Regions from separate parts of the Ovis aries genome. Here regions 2 and 3 are each linked to region 1. Evidence: chromatin contacts called from public Hi-C data. All regions are on one chromosome and are shown on one strand. Each heading gives the region's core, a stretch centred on a gene start, on an enhancer-like site or on the middle of the called end of the contact. The rest is flanking DNA. Distances are from core to core; before and after follow the strand shown. Region 1 overlaps SGK1 (serum/glucocorticoid regulated kinase 1). Region 2 has its middle 290 kb from the start of ALDH8A1. Region 3 overlaps LOC132660206 (a long non-coding RNA gene).

The links. Hi-C and Micro-C count contacts between places; a contact is called where the count stands out from the background.
Region 2: a contact with region 1 is called in a Hi-C map of liver, with 3 times the contacts expected there. The contact joins two enhancer-like sites. A contact is called at or near these places in 12 of 16 Hi-C or Micro-C datasets (blood, hypothalamus, liver and 6 more).
Region 3: a contact with region 1 is called in a Hi-C map of liver, with 5 times the contacts expected there. The contact joins two enhancer-like sites. A contact is called at or near these places in 2 of 16 Hi-C or Micro-C datasets (liver and mixed tissues).

What each region holds. Positions count from the first base shown.
Region 1 is chr8:59,572,949-59,576,983 of ARS-UI_Ramb_v3.0, forward strand. SGK1 (serum/glucocorticoid regulated kinase 1) reads right to left here. Exons shown (of 14, transcript XM_042253494.2): 14 at 3,070-4,035. Among named protein-coding and RNA genes, the nearest start is that of SLC2A12, 83 kb to the left of the region's middle. Within about 2 kb of position 2,388, at least 9 of the 54 cell types and tissues checked have an H3K27ac peak or open chromatin away from gene starts, as enhancers often do. A contact at or near this core is called in hypothalamus and liver, where this site is marked.
Region 2 is chr8:59,981,708-59,985,742 of ARS-UI_Ramb_v3.0, forward strand. No RefSeq gene overlaps it. Among named protein-coding and RNA genes, the nearest start is that of ALDH8A1, 290 kb to the right of the region's middle. Within about 2 kb of position 2,299, at least 9 of the 54 cell types and tissues checked have an H3K27ac peak or open chromatin away from gene starts, as enhancers often do. A contact at or near this core is called in hypothalamus and liver, where this site is marked.
Region 3 is chr8:59,888,425-59,892,459 of ARS-UI_Ramb_v3.0, forward strand. All of the region lies in intron 2 of LOC132660206 (a long non-coding RNA gene), which reads left to right. LOC121820187 (a long non-coding RNA gene) reads right to left here. Exons shown (of 7, transcript XR_009601527.1): 2 at 1,036-1,223. Among named protein-coding and RNA genes, the nearest start is that of SGK1, 200 kb to the left of the region's middle. Within about 2 kb of position 2,062, at least 4 of the 54 cell types and tissues checked have an H3K27ac peak or open chromatin away from gene starts, as enhancers often do. A contact at or near this core is called in liver, where this site is marked.

The DNA of each region.
Region 1 (4,035 bases), core at 1,138-3,637:
CACCACACAGCATATGGAACTTCTCTGACCAGGGATCGAACCCATATCCTCACAGTGAAAGCGTAGAGTCTTAACCACTGGACCACCAGGGACATTCTATAATGGAAAATTCTTTCTTTCTCTCTCCCCACCCCACTTTCTTTTTTTCTCTTGTTACCTTAGCATGACACTTAGAAGGTATCTGAGTAAAAAGTCTAGTGAAATAGTAAGTAAATGACTAACAAGCACAGAAGTGTTGGCTTCTATATCCTTGTCACTTAAGAGGTGACATTACGTAGAATAGTGTGGTTACATGCATAGGCTTTGGGACCAGACTATCAGGATTTGACTTCTAACCTCACCATGTCCTCACAAATTACCTTTCTGTGCTAATTTCTTCACTTTGACATCAGAAGATCAATGAATTTTGTATAAAGTACTTAGAGCAACGCCTGGCATATAGTATGAAATCTATAATGTTAACTGTTTGCGTTGTGTACTTCTTAAGGCTTATATCCTTTTAGACTCCCTAGAAACAGAATCTCTAGGGAGATTCTAGTAACCTAGAGAGTTTAGAAGCCTGCTCTAGGCAGCCAACCCCTAGCAGCCAACCCCACAGAGAACTTCTAAACTTCTGAGGTTCTCTTTAGCCCTCATTCTCCACTGGCCTTATACCATGGGTGGGTGCCCCAAGTAGATGGCAAATTTCCTAAGCATGGTACTTGAGTTATCTTCACGGTAGCAGTGGTTTCAAAATCCCACTTCAATTTGCAGGAATCTTAGCTGAATACATTCCCCCTAAATCCATATTTGAGCGGCTACACAGCTGAAAACCTATGGAGAAGTGAATTGTTCCTTTTATCCACCATCGTGCTCAAATGTAGTTTCAAATGCTGACAAAGGTGTATCCCACACCCCTAGATAAAAGATACTTCTGCACATGTACTGCTTGACATCATAGTGTTTAGTAAATATTTGCCTTTTTTTTTTTTAATATATTGATCCTTTGTTCTTTCTGGACTTCCCTGTTCTGGCCCTGTTCCCTTCCCACCCAGTTGTGTTTGATCTAATCTCCTCCTGTTTGTGTGACAACACTCGGGTCTCATCTGGCTTTATCTGCTCTCCAGCCATGTATATCAGATCTTACATAGCAACTGACTGAAGCCAGAAGCCACATTTCTACCCTCAAAAGATTAAAAAGCTTTGTAATCCATGATGAGCTCCTCTGAGTTATGTCTAATTAGATGGGAGAATGCCAGCTGAAAGACTCATGTTAAGATAAAAATGTTTTAAGTACTTATTTTTCATCGAGGCGCTCTTAACTGTTATTCATCAAGAGAATGAGGGGAAGATACACAGAAAGCCTTTCTGTCAGGCCTAGGATCAATCTTTACTAGGACTTTTTAGATTTTCTTTATCATTATAGTTGACTTTTGAGCTTCCCAGGTGGCGCTAGTAATAAAGAATCCACCTGTCAATGCAGGAGACAGGAGTCACAAGTTTGATTCCTGGATGAGGAAGATCTCCTGGAGGAGGGCAATCCACTCCAGTGTTCTTGCCTGGAGCATCCCCATGGACAGAGGAGCCTGATGGGCTACAGTCCATGGGGTCACAGAGTTGGACATAACTGAAGTGACTTAGCAAGCATGTGGTTGACTTTGGCATTTGCGGTAGGTAAGGGGTTTAAAATGCAGCTAGTGTCTGGACGGAAGAGCCGTAACTCAGATGCAGAGCTTGATCAGGGGCTACCCTTTAGCAAGATAGAAGAGCCATGATAAAAGGGAAAACAACTGTCCCCAGAGAAATCCCTGTGCAAACTGAGAGGTCAAGATAAAGCGTGTGCAGTAGGCCTACAGCCGCAAGACCAACTATTGGAGGATCCCGTGTATGCGAGGAATTTCTGGAAGGCCTAGAAAAGAGAAAAAGTCCAAACAGCTTGTGTACAAGATGATGCTCTCCTGCAGTGCTCTTCTCCCTTCTCCCACAGGAACTGTTCCAGTGGGCTGAATACAGGTGGGCCCAGGCAGTGCCGGGTGCATACCAGCTCCAGAGGCTTCTGATCCAAGTCAGGGATGTGTCCCTTCAGGCTCCTTCTCGGAGCTGACACTGGACTCAGTTCGGCTCTGGTTACTCTCAGGAACCAGGAGTCCTGCCGGCTCAGCATTTTGGGAACAGAACCACTTATCCTCATCCTCTTTAGTGGCATTCTCCTAGACTTGCAGACTATTATCTTGATTTCCATTTCAACAAACTGCTTTATTGACCAAGTCTGCCCTTCCCAGCAAGCTCTGTAAGGGCAGAGATGCGTCAGCTTTGCTCTTGCTTTATCTTCAGTACTTGGAATAGTTGGCCCAGTGAAGGCACTCAAGTATTTGTTAAAGAATTACCTGTTACTTCAGACAAGACAAAGGTCGAGACAAACAGCCAACTTCACAGGGCAGGCAATAAACATAGGGAACATTACTTCATGACTGTCCTTGAGGCAGTTAAATGGACAAGGATTTGTTCGGATGGATTTGTGGATAATGACTGACATCACAGAATGCTGGTAAAGCCCTCAGATAGAAATTGGCTTTAGGGAATTCTCTGGTGGTCCGGTGGTTAGGACTCAAGAGCTTCTACTGCCAGGGGCACAGGTTTAATCCCTAGTTAGGGAACTAAGATTCTGCAAACCGCACAGTGTGGCCTGAAAAAAAAAAAAAAAGACTTTAAGACTGCCCTATTGAAAATCCCATGGACGGAGGAGCCTGGTAGGCTGCAGTCCGTGGGGTCGCTAAGAGTCGGACAAGACTGAGCGACTTCACTTTCACTTTTCACTTTCATGCATTGGAGAAGGAAATGGCAACCCACTCGTGTTCTTGCCTGGAGAATCCCAGGGACAGGGGAGCCTGGTGGGCTGCCATCTATGGGGTCGCACAGAGTTGAACACGACTGAAGTGACTTGACTGATTCTCTTCTGGAGTCAGAGATTGATGCTTCTGGAGGAGCAAGCCACTGTCAATCACAGCAGCATTACCATGGTTTTTGATTTTAAGTGGATCTACTATTGTTCCCTTAACTGAAGTATATAAAATAACGCACATGACACAATTTCTGTAAATATTTTTCAAGGTTTTATTGCAAACCAAAGTTGGTTTATCACACACACAAAAAGGTGTGTGGTAGGGAGGGGAGAAAGAATTGTACATATTATAACCATGTTAATTACAGTACATTAAAATGGTGGTTTACATTACAAATAAGCCTGTAAGTTTAAATATACTAGTGTTATAACCCAATGTACAGACTTTCTTTATACAATACATACAATTATCAGGAATGCAAAAAAAAAAAAAAAACCACAACATAAATAATGCCCATTTTATAGGTGACATTTTAAACAATGAAAACACCAGGCTCTGACTGACAACTGGGGCATTGGTCCATAAAAACCCTTTCTAAAAATAGAAATATTTGTAGCAGCAATGCTTTCTTTAAGCATCTGGATACAAGTCATTGCAAGACCATTTTCAATAAATTTTAGTTATTAACTATATCTTACAAAAAAACAGTCTACACATAAATTTATCTTCCAAATATGGAAGAAACAAACAATGTCCCACATTGTAGTGTCCTGCAAGCGTCACATTGATGCATATAACTGAGTCCTTCTGTGAGCAAGCATACCACACTCACACGGCGGATCACACAGGGAGTCCACAGGGAGAAACAGAGAACGAGAACACTCAGCAACAGGAAAAGCTTTGGAGCTAACACGATCTCATCAGAAAAGGCACATTTCATAAGATTCGTTATCGTGGCCCGGACAGACCTCCAGAAGCTCCTTCTCAGACCAGCGGCCGCCTGCCAATGAGACCACTGCATCTGTCTCGGGCGGCCCTCTGCTGCTCATTTCAGAGATAGCACCACATTGGAAGGAAGAATAAAGAGGAAAATCTCACAAGCTCACTGAGGAGGATGTGCTCTTCGAAAAGCTTCCAGCAAACTGTGCAATAAGACTGCCAAGATGTGCAAGCTTCCAGGGATGTGCAAATTCTCTTTTACGATGTCCTGTCA
Region 2 (4,035 bases), core at 1,049-3,548, 410 kb after region 1:
TTGAAGACAGGAAGTCCAGCTGACCAGGCTTAGATCTTAGAAGACCTTCCCTTCAAATCCTTCCCAGAGGAAGGATGTAGCCAAAAGATATTCCTGGGACCTCTTTGCCTTCATGGAAGAAGAGCTTATTTGAATTTTCTGACCTACCAAGACTACCCACTATGGGGTGAGAAGCAAAGTTCCCAAAGGAAACAGAGATGCTGATAGGAAGAGGGGATGGATACTGCACGATCTATCAACAAAGGCCTACTACAGAGAGAACTGTTTGCACAGGTGAAGAAAACTACTCCCCTCTCCCTGTCTCTTATAAGATGGAGATAATAGTACACCCAACTCTACAGGGTTGGTTTGAAGTATATATATAGTAATGCTTAACAAGTGACCAGGACAATGTCTATCACATATCTAGTGTGCCTATGAACTTTCTCTAAATCATACTATTCCTTCTAATTTTAATTGTACCTGTGTTAGGCTTTTCTAGCTTAGTTGCATGTATAAACATATTTGTGGGATGTTTCTTAGATCCATGCATATTAGTATTCTTTATCAAAGTGTGGGTTTCTATAGAAGAGATCATGCCTCACTTTATTTATTTATTTGGGCCACAACTTGTAGCTAGTGAGATCTTAGTTCACAGGCCAGGGATTCAACCCAGGGCCACTGCACTGAAAGCACCAAGTCCTAATCACTGGACCACCAGGGAATTCCTCATGCTTCACTATAAACAATACAATTTGCCTTTGAATAACTGATGGTGATAATAATAACAGAAAGGCATTGCCCTAGTGATTAGTTTTAAGTGTTGTTTTTAGATTTTTTTTACTATCTACATAATATTTTATTTATAACACAGTCAGTGTTTAAAGTTATGCTTGATCAATAGGCTTCCATTTTCTTTTCCATGATCATGTTCAAAAGCCTTGATTATACAGACTACATTGTCCATACAAGGCTTTTGATAATGGAATGATTGGCACAGACTTCCCTTCCTAAATATTTCGCTGACTCACTTGTTCCATTTTTAAACACTAGCAGATTAGCATTGGTGACATCTGCTAATTATTTGGTTTGACTCGTGGCTGGCATAAGACTTCCATCTGCAGCAATCAGGAAGACGTGATCAGTGTGAGGCTAATGCTACCCAGTCCATGACCAATTTGTAGTAATGAATAGCCTTGTCTATTTCTCTGTTTTCCCCAGAGGTATCATTATTTATCATGTGTTGGAAACAGAGCTGCCAGAAGTTTAGCATAAACCTGGTAAGAGTGAATCTAACTCCCATCAAGTAGAAGGTGTATGGACTTCCTATTAACAGCAAATCAGCTCTAAAATTGCATTAACCTGATTACATACTTAAAACCTTCTACAGTCCTGGGTGTTCTTTGGAAGGAATGATGCTAAAGCTGAAACTCCAGTACTCTGGCCACCTCATGCGAAGAGTTGACTCATTGGAAACGACTCTGATGCTGGGAGGGATTGGGGGCAGGAGGAGAAGGGGACGACCGAGGATGAGATGCCTGGATGGCATCACGGACTCGATGGACGTTAAGTCTGAGTGAACTCCGGGAGTTGGTAATGGACAGGGAGGCCTGGCATGCTGCGATTCATGGGGTTGCAGAGTCGGACACGACTGAGCAACTGAACTGAACATCTCTCTTAGGGCTTGCCAGGTGGTACAGTGGTAAAGAATCCACCTGCCAATGCAGGAGACATAAGAGTTGTGGTTTGCTCTCTGGGTCGGGAAGATCCCCTGGAGGAGGAAATGGCAACCCACTCCAGTATTCTTGCTTGCAAAACCCATGGACAGAGGAACCTGGTGGGCTATAGTCCAAGGGGCTGCAAAAGAGTTGGACATGACTTAGCATCTAAGCAACAACATCTCTCTTAAACTCTCCTCCTAGCCCTCATTCTGATGTAGAAGCAGTCTTGGAAGAGAGCTGAAAACTGACTTTTGTGCTTCCTGGTACCAAGTTTTGAAAAGTCCCTTCCCTGAGCCTTTGCTGCTTTGTTTCTGTACCACCATCATGTGACTGCCTCAGCTTCATTATGGCATGCTAGTGAAGCCTCCTGGCTTAATTCTGAGCAAATTAAATCATACTCTATAAGCTTACTAATAATTTTGCCTACTTATTCTTGTGATGCTCAGCCAAGATTAGAGTGGCCATGAACTCAGATCCTGGCAGGTGCCACATTTGTTAATTCTAACTCTTCATTCAACACTTTGGGTCAAAATTGGTGTGCATTTTCACCATGATGTGGGCTACCGAAGCGAAAAAAGGATAATGCTTTCTGCCCCCTGGTGCTCCTTGCCTGCAACTGCAGCAGATGACTGAGCTCAGGGATCCTCCAGACAGGAGAGGGATTTGTTCATCTGTTCATGGTGTTTGGAAAAGCTACATTTGAGGGCTTAACATAAGCGATGGGTGCTAGAAACCTAAGTATCAAGTAAATGAATGGAGAGGAACACTCAATTATTTACAGCAAGCCCTCCTGGAGAGAACAGAAGGCACTCTGGATTCTGGCCTTTGTTGCTCTCTTAGCCTCTCATTGGGGAAACTGCTGGGGTGGCAGCCCTGACCTTTGCTTCTTCTATTGACTCTGCCAGGTTCCTCCTACCTTAACGCATCAACATCCGCTGCTTCCTATGCCTAAAAATCTCCCTAACGCCCTTCACCCACTGAACCCTCCCCTCCTTTCAGGTTTCATCTGACAGGACTCTTTGGGCGGATGACTAAATCAAGACTCCATTAAATCTTCTCACACCACTTGGGGCTTCTCCTTCAAGGCATTCATTGTGATTGTAATCAAATAATTAATCCCAGAAACTGTTGTTTAATGAATGTGTCATCTGCTAAAATGGAAGCCTCCTGAGGTCTTCTGTCTGCATTTCAATTTTCATATGCAAAGTAGGTGCACAAAATATTATTTTTATATGAATAAGTGAAATTTGGAATTGAAAACTCAACATTCTGAAACTCAACAACTCTTCTTTAGGTTTTCTAAATAAGCCATAGCCAGGTTTATTCTGGAGCACAGTTTCAATTACCCAGAGGAGGGAGAGAGAAAAAGATATGGAGAGGATGGGCTGAATTGGGTCAAATTTCTCTTCTGTCTGTTTCACCCAGGAGTAGTTGTATGCTCGTGTGATTAAATGCCAAAACAAGCTTGCAGGAACTTTTCTCTTTCCACAAACTCCTCTAATTGTAGAAAGGGTAAGCATTATTTTCAAATCTCCCATTTTACCATTTGCCTCACATACTGACTCACCCTCCAAGACTCTAACCATTTTTTAAAAAATTAAAATATAATTGATTTACAATGCCATGCCAATCTCTGCTGTACAGCAAAACTGCTCAGTTATACACATTTATATGTCCTTTTTTCATATTTTTTTCATTATGGCTTATCCCAGGAGATGGGATATAGTTCCCTATGCTGTACAGTAAAACCTTGTTGTTTATCTGTTCTACATGTAATAGTTGGCATCTGCTGCTGCTGCTGCTAAGTCGCTTCAGTCAACCCCAAATTCCCAGTCCACTCCTTTCCCTCCCTCTCTGCCTGGGCAACCGCAAGTCTGAGCTCTATGTCTGCGACTGTTTCTGTTTTGTAAACAGTTCCACTTCTGCCATATTTTAGATTCTACTTATATGACCCTAACCATTTTTATTTTGATACCTCATTTAGAAGAGAATCCTAGGCACCAAGTCAGGGCTCATTGCTTAGTATGACTAGCAATGATGCTTTTCATTGCTGAGCTTATGATACTTTCTGGTTATTTTCTCTATAGCCTTTTTACTTTTTTTTTTAACTTATTGATTTTTCTCTATAGTCTTATACTGGAAATAAGCAATAAGTGTGACTTTCCTTTGACAGATGGAGGAAATGAGCAAGGGCAAATTTGGAGCCCTGGAACCACTGTCATGCTGGCAAGACTGGGTCACTTCCAGAGCAACAGTGGAAGAAAACCTCCAGAACTCTGGGCCTCAGGGCAGTTTCCACAAGGCCTCCAGCTGATTACAGATCCAGGGTTTCCTC
Region 3 (4,035 bases), core at 812-3,311, 320 kb after region 1:
CATGCAGTATCTGGCGTCCAAGCCCAGGGGACAGGCACCATGAGTACTGCAGCTACTAAACCTGATCTACTGGGACAGCCAGAAAGGAAGCCAGTTCTTATTCAGCTGGGTTTTCTGTTGCTTCTTAAAGCCCACAGTGATGATTTTGAGAGGTCTGAGTGAAATGCTGGAACCCTGGAAGAATCAACAAATGAGCTATGAATATTTTATTAGTACTATTAATAGCTCATCAAATAATGAACGGAGGCTGGTTGATTCAAAATTCGTATATAAATAACTGCTCAGAGTCCATTGTTAGTAGCTGCTGAGAATTAAGTTCTACTCTGTAGCCTGCTCTAGTGAAAATACGTACGTATAAATCTAATTTGAGAGATAGGAAGGTGGGAATCCAGAATATAGAGAAGGCTTTGAACTTCCTTTGACTGAGACAAACATAGGAAGTTATCACTTTCTACTTTTCACATCACAATCAAAAAGACTCCTCCTTCCTTTGGTTCTGGAAGTGAAATGCAAGAACAGGTATGAGTCTCTTGGCTTTTTGCTTGTGTTCATGTTCCTTTTGTGCCTCTCAAGTCTTGCACATCAGTAAGTAAGTGAAGACAGCATGTGCAGAAAGAAAAACATGCCCTTGAAGTGGTTTGCAGCTTCAAGGAACAGAACAAATGTCAGCCTAGGGAAACAGCAACTTACTCAAGGTCAAAACAAATGCAATTTGCTGTCTTAGGGAGAACAACTTGCTGATACAGGTGAAGGAGCACTTTCTTCACATGAGAACCACACCATCTTGGCAGGCTGTTTGAGCAAACCAGGCTGCAGTGGGGAGTTTTTGTTCCAAATCTTTCACTACCTCACTCTGACTTACTACCAAAGACTGCCCAGGCATGTAGATACTAGTGAATTCTGTGTATCAGCAGGGACTGAGAAAATGAAAACTGAAGAAGCTTCACAGATGTGGGTTATTTCAGAAAAGTGGAGAAGAGAGGGAGGAAGATTGTAGATCTTAGGGAAAACATTAATATTGTGAGTCAGATGCACCTGAGGTTTCCATATGCTTTGCAGATTTAATTTCTGTGGTGAAGCGCACATCTTCTTCCTTTGTTTACTCTTCCACATTGTCTTCTTGATTTTCCTCCAACTTGAGATTTCTTCTGCTGGATTTTAAAGCAATGATTTTAAATCAGGCTGCTCTGGCCTAGGCAGATTTGTTTGATAACAATGGTTTCCTAGACAATAACCAGAGAAAAGCAAGTAACAAACTAAATATTTCTAGAATCAACATTTTAGCAAAGAAGACTAATTGGGGTGAACAGACCCCAGTTTCTTGAAACTGGAACTCTACTTCGTCCAAATTCCCCAAATAGTTATCTCTTTGTTGTATCTGACCATGGAAAATCTCATTGCTGTAGTTCAGAGAAAACGAAACACAGTAAAAAGTATTGCTCCCTTCATAGTCCAAGTAGGTCAGTTGCAGACATGAGAGAGGTGGGAGCAGGGAGGAAGAGGGCTGTGCTTTACATAGACATTCTGAAATCCAAGATCTTTTCATCTGTGATGGGGTCGACAAACTACAGCCCCCAACTCAAATCCAGCCTAATTCTAGAAGCTAAGAAAGGTTTTTACATTATGTATCCTCAAAACCCTAATATACTTATTATCTGACCTTCAGAGAAAAAGTTGGCTGACTCCTGATAGTGTCTGCAGATCCCTAGAGCTTTAAAGTGCTTTGCTGGGTTCCTGGAACAACCACAGATGAGGAGAAAGAGGGCATGGAGGATTTTGTGGGAGGTGCTAGAACAGGGCTGGAGAAGAATGATGCACCGGTATCTGCACTGCTTTGGGCAGAACTCAGTCACACGGCTGCAGCTAGCTGCAAGGGAGGACAGGAAATACAGACCAGCTCTGTGCCAAAGAGGAAGATAAATCTGGTTGATGAAAATTCTGGTGTTACAAAGCCCACAAGATTAACTACTCACAGAATTAAATAGGCAGCTGTTCAAGAGTTCAGGAAAAGGCCAGAGTGCTGCAGACTGAGGTTATGAGGTTATCACAGTGGTTTCCCAGAAGAGGTCAAACTATGATGGTCAGTCATCAAGAGGATGGGAAATACAGGTAACTGGCATGAGATAGTCAAAGCACAAGGGTGGAAAAGGGCTTTATGCTTTGCCAGGGAATGGTGAAGTCTTGCCCAGGGAATCATACTTAACAAGGAAAGAGGCTTCCCAGGGAGGGAATTTCTAGGAAATACTCTTGGAAGATTGGGTTCCACTGGTAAAGGTCTTAAGTGTCAAACCAAGGCAGAAAGTATAAAGGGAGGCCAACTTCTAAAATTCATCCAACCAGGGATTTTTTCTTCTGATTTTTAATTTGTTTATTTTTGCTCTATGACTACATTGTCTATGAGTCTGTAAACACTGTGTCCTGAGTTTCTTCACAGATTTCTCTGGGTGAAGGTTACCTTCAGAAGATAGGAGCGTTAGGATTTCAAGAAAAGAAATGAAATTGTAAAAAACTGACCCATCTATTTTGAAAAACACAAAATTGTCAATTATGCATTTATAGGAGTATATGATAATATTTATGCTGTTTAAAGAATAATAATAAAATGAATACTCATGCATACATCACCAACATAAATAGTAATAAAATACTATCTATATTTGTGATCCCTCTACCTATATAGGGTCTCTTGATCACATCTCCCTCTCTCTATTGCCCCTTCCATGAAACAATAATTCTGCATTTTATGTTAGCAATTATGTTACTATTCTTTATAATTTTACCACTTATATATGTATCTCTATAAATATATGATTTAACTTTACCTATTTTCTGACTTTCTGTGACTTTTTTTCTCAATTTTCATTTTTAAAATTCATGAAAATTGCAGCAGCTTGTAGCTAGTAGATAATTTGTTTACATAAGATTCTACTGTATATTATCCATTATACTCTAAATGGCCATTCCTTTTTCCTTTTAAATTAGGGGAAACTTATCTCTTCCAAAGAAGGCATTAAAATGAATAGTAACAAAACAGAACAAAATAAAACCAAAACCAGGAAATAAGATGCTAGTGATGTTTAATTTGATTTGCTATGACATTTACCTGTATTCTTTTTGGTGGTTTGCTTTTTCAAAGCACCAGTTCCTGCATGTGTTTGAAGAGCTCTGTCTACTTTAGAGACTGCCCCTGTCCCCTAGTGCTCCCCATGCCAGTTAGGGATCTTTAAGGCACTTTTGTGCTACCAGGTCTCAGATTCCACTTCAAAACATTTATTGTATGGGCCTTTGTGGGAGAATTTTTTTTTTTTTTTTTGCAGATCTCAGGCCATTGACAACATATGACTTGGCTTTTAAAATCCAGTGCTTCTAGTTATAATGTAACTCTAACAGTGATAATTTTACGTTAGTCATCTACATTGTTGGACTTTTGTCCTTGAGTCTTTGATTCAATTTTGTAAATGAAATAGGCCCTTGTCTGCTTTACATCTTGAGTCTGGCTAAAAGAACATTCCTTAGCTCCAGTTGATACATCCATTAATCCATCCAGCCAGAAAGCTTGGAAATCCTGAATCAGTACCTGGGGAATATCCATGTACAGTTCCCTGAGAGAAACTCATCTGTTCAAGGCTCGTTATCTAATGAAGTTTTCAAGAGTATATACCGCCACCTGACCTCTTCCCATAGAAGGAGTCTAGAAAATGCTTCTGAGAGTGATGGAACATTTGCTTAATCATTTCTTCAAGTTTCTTTTCCTTTTTGCGTATATTTCAAAGGCAGGTTTCACTTCTAAGTAATTAGCATACATTTGCCTCATGAGAACAACTTGAGTTGCTTGCAAAACTCATTTTTAAGCTTCTTTGCTTAAAGCAATCAGTTCCATAAATTATACATCTGTTACTTGATATGCATTTTCCAATAGGTAGTCTAAAGCCATCCCACATGAATACTCATTTTCACATTAAAGGTAGAAAAGGCCTGAAAGCCTGATTTTCTGGCACTTTTTTTTTTTTTTTTCTTTTTTCCTTTTGCCAAGAG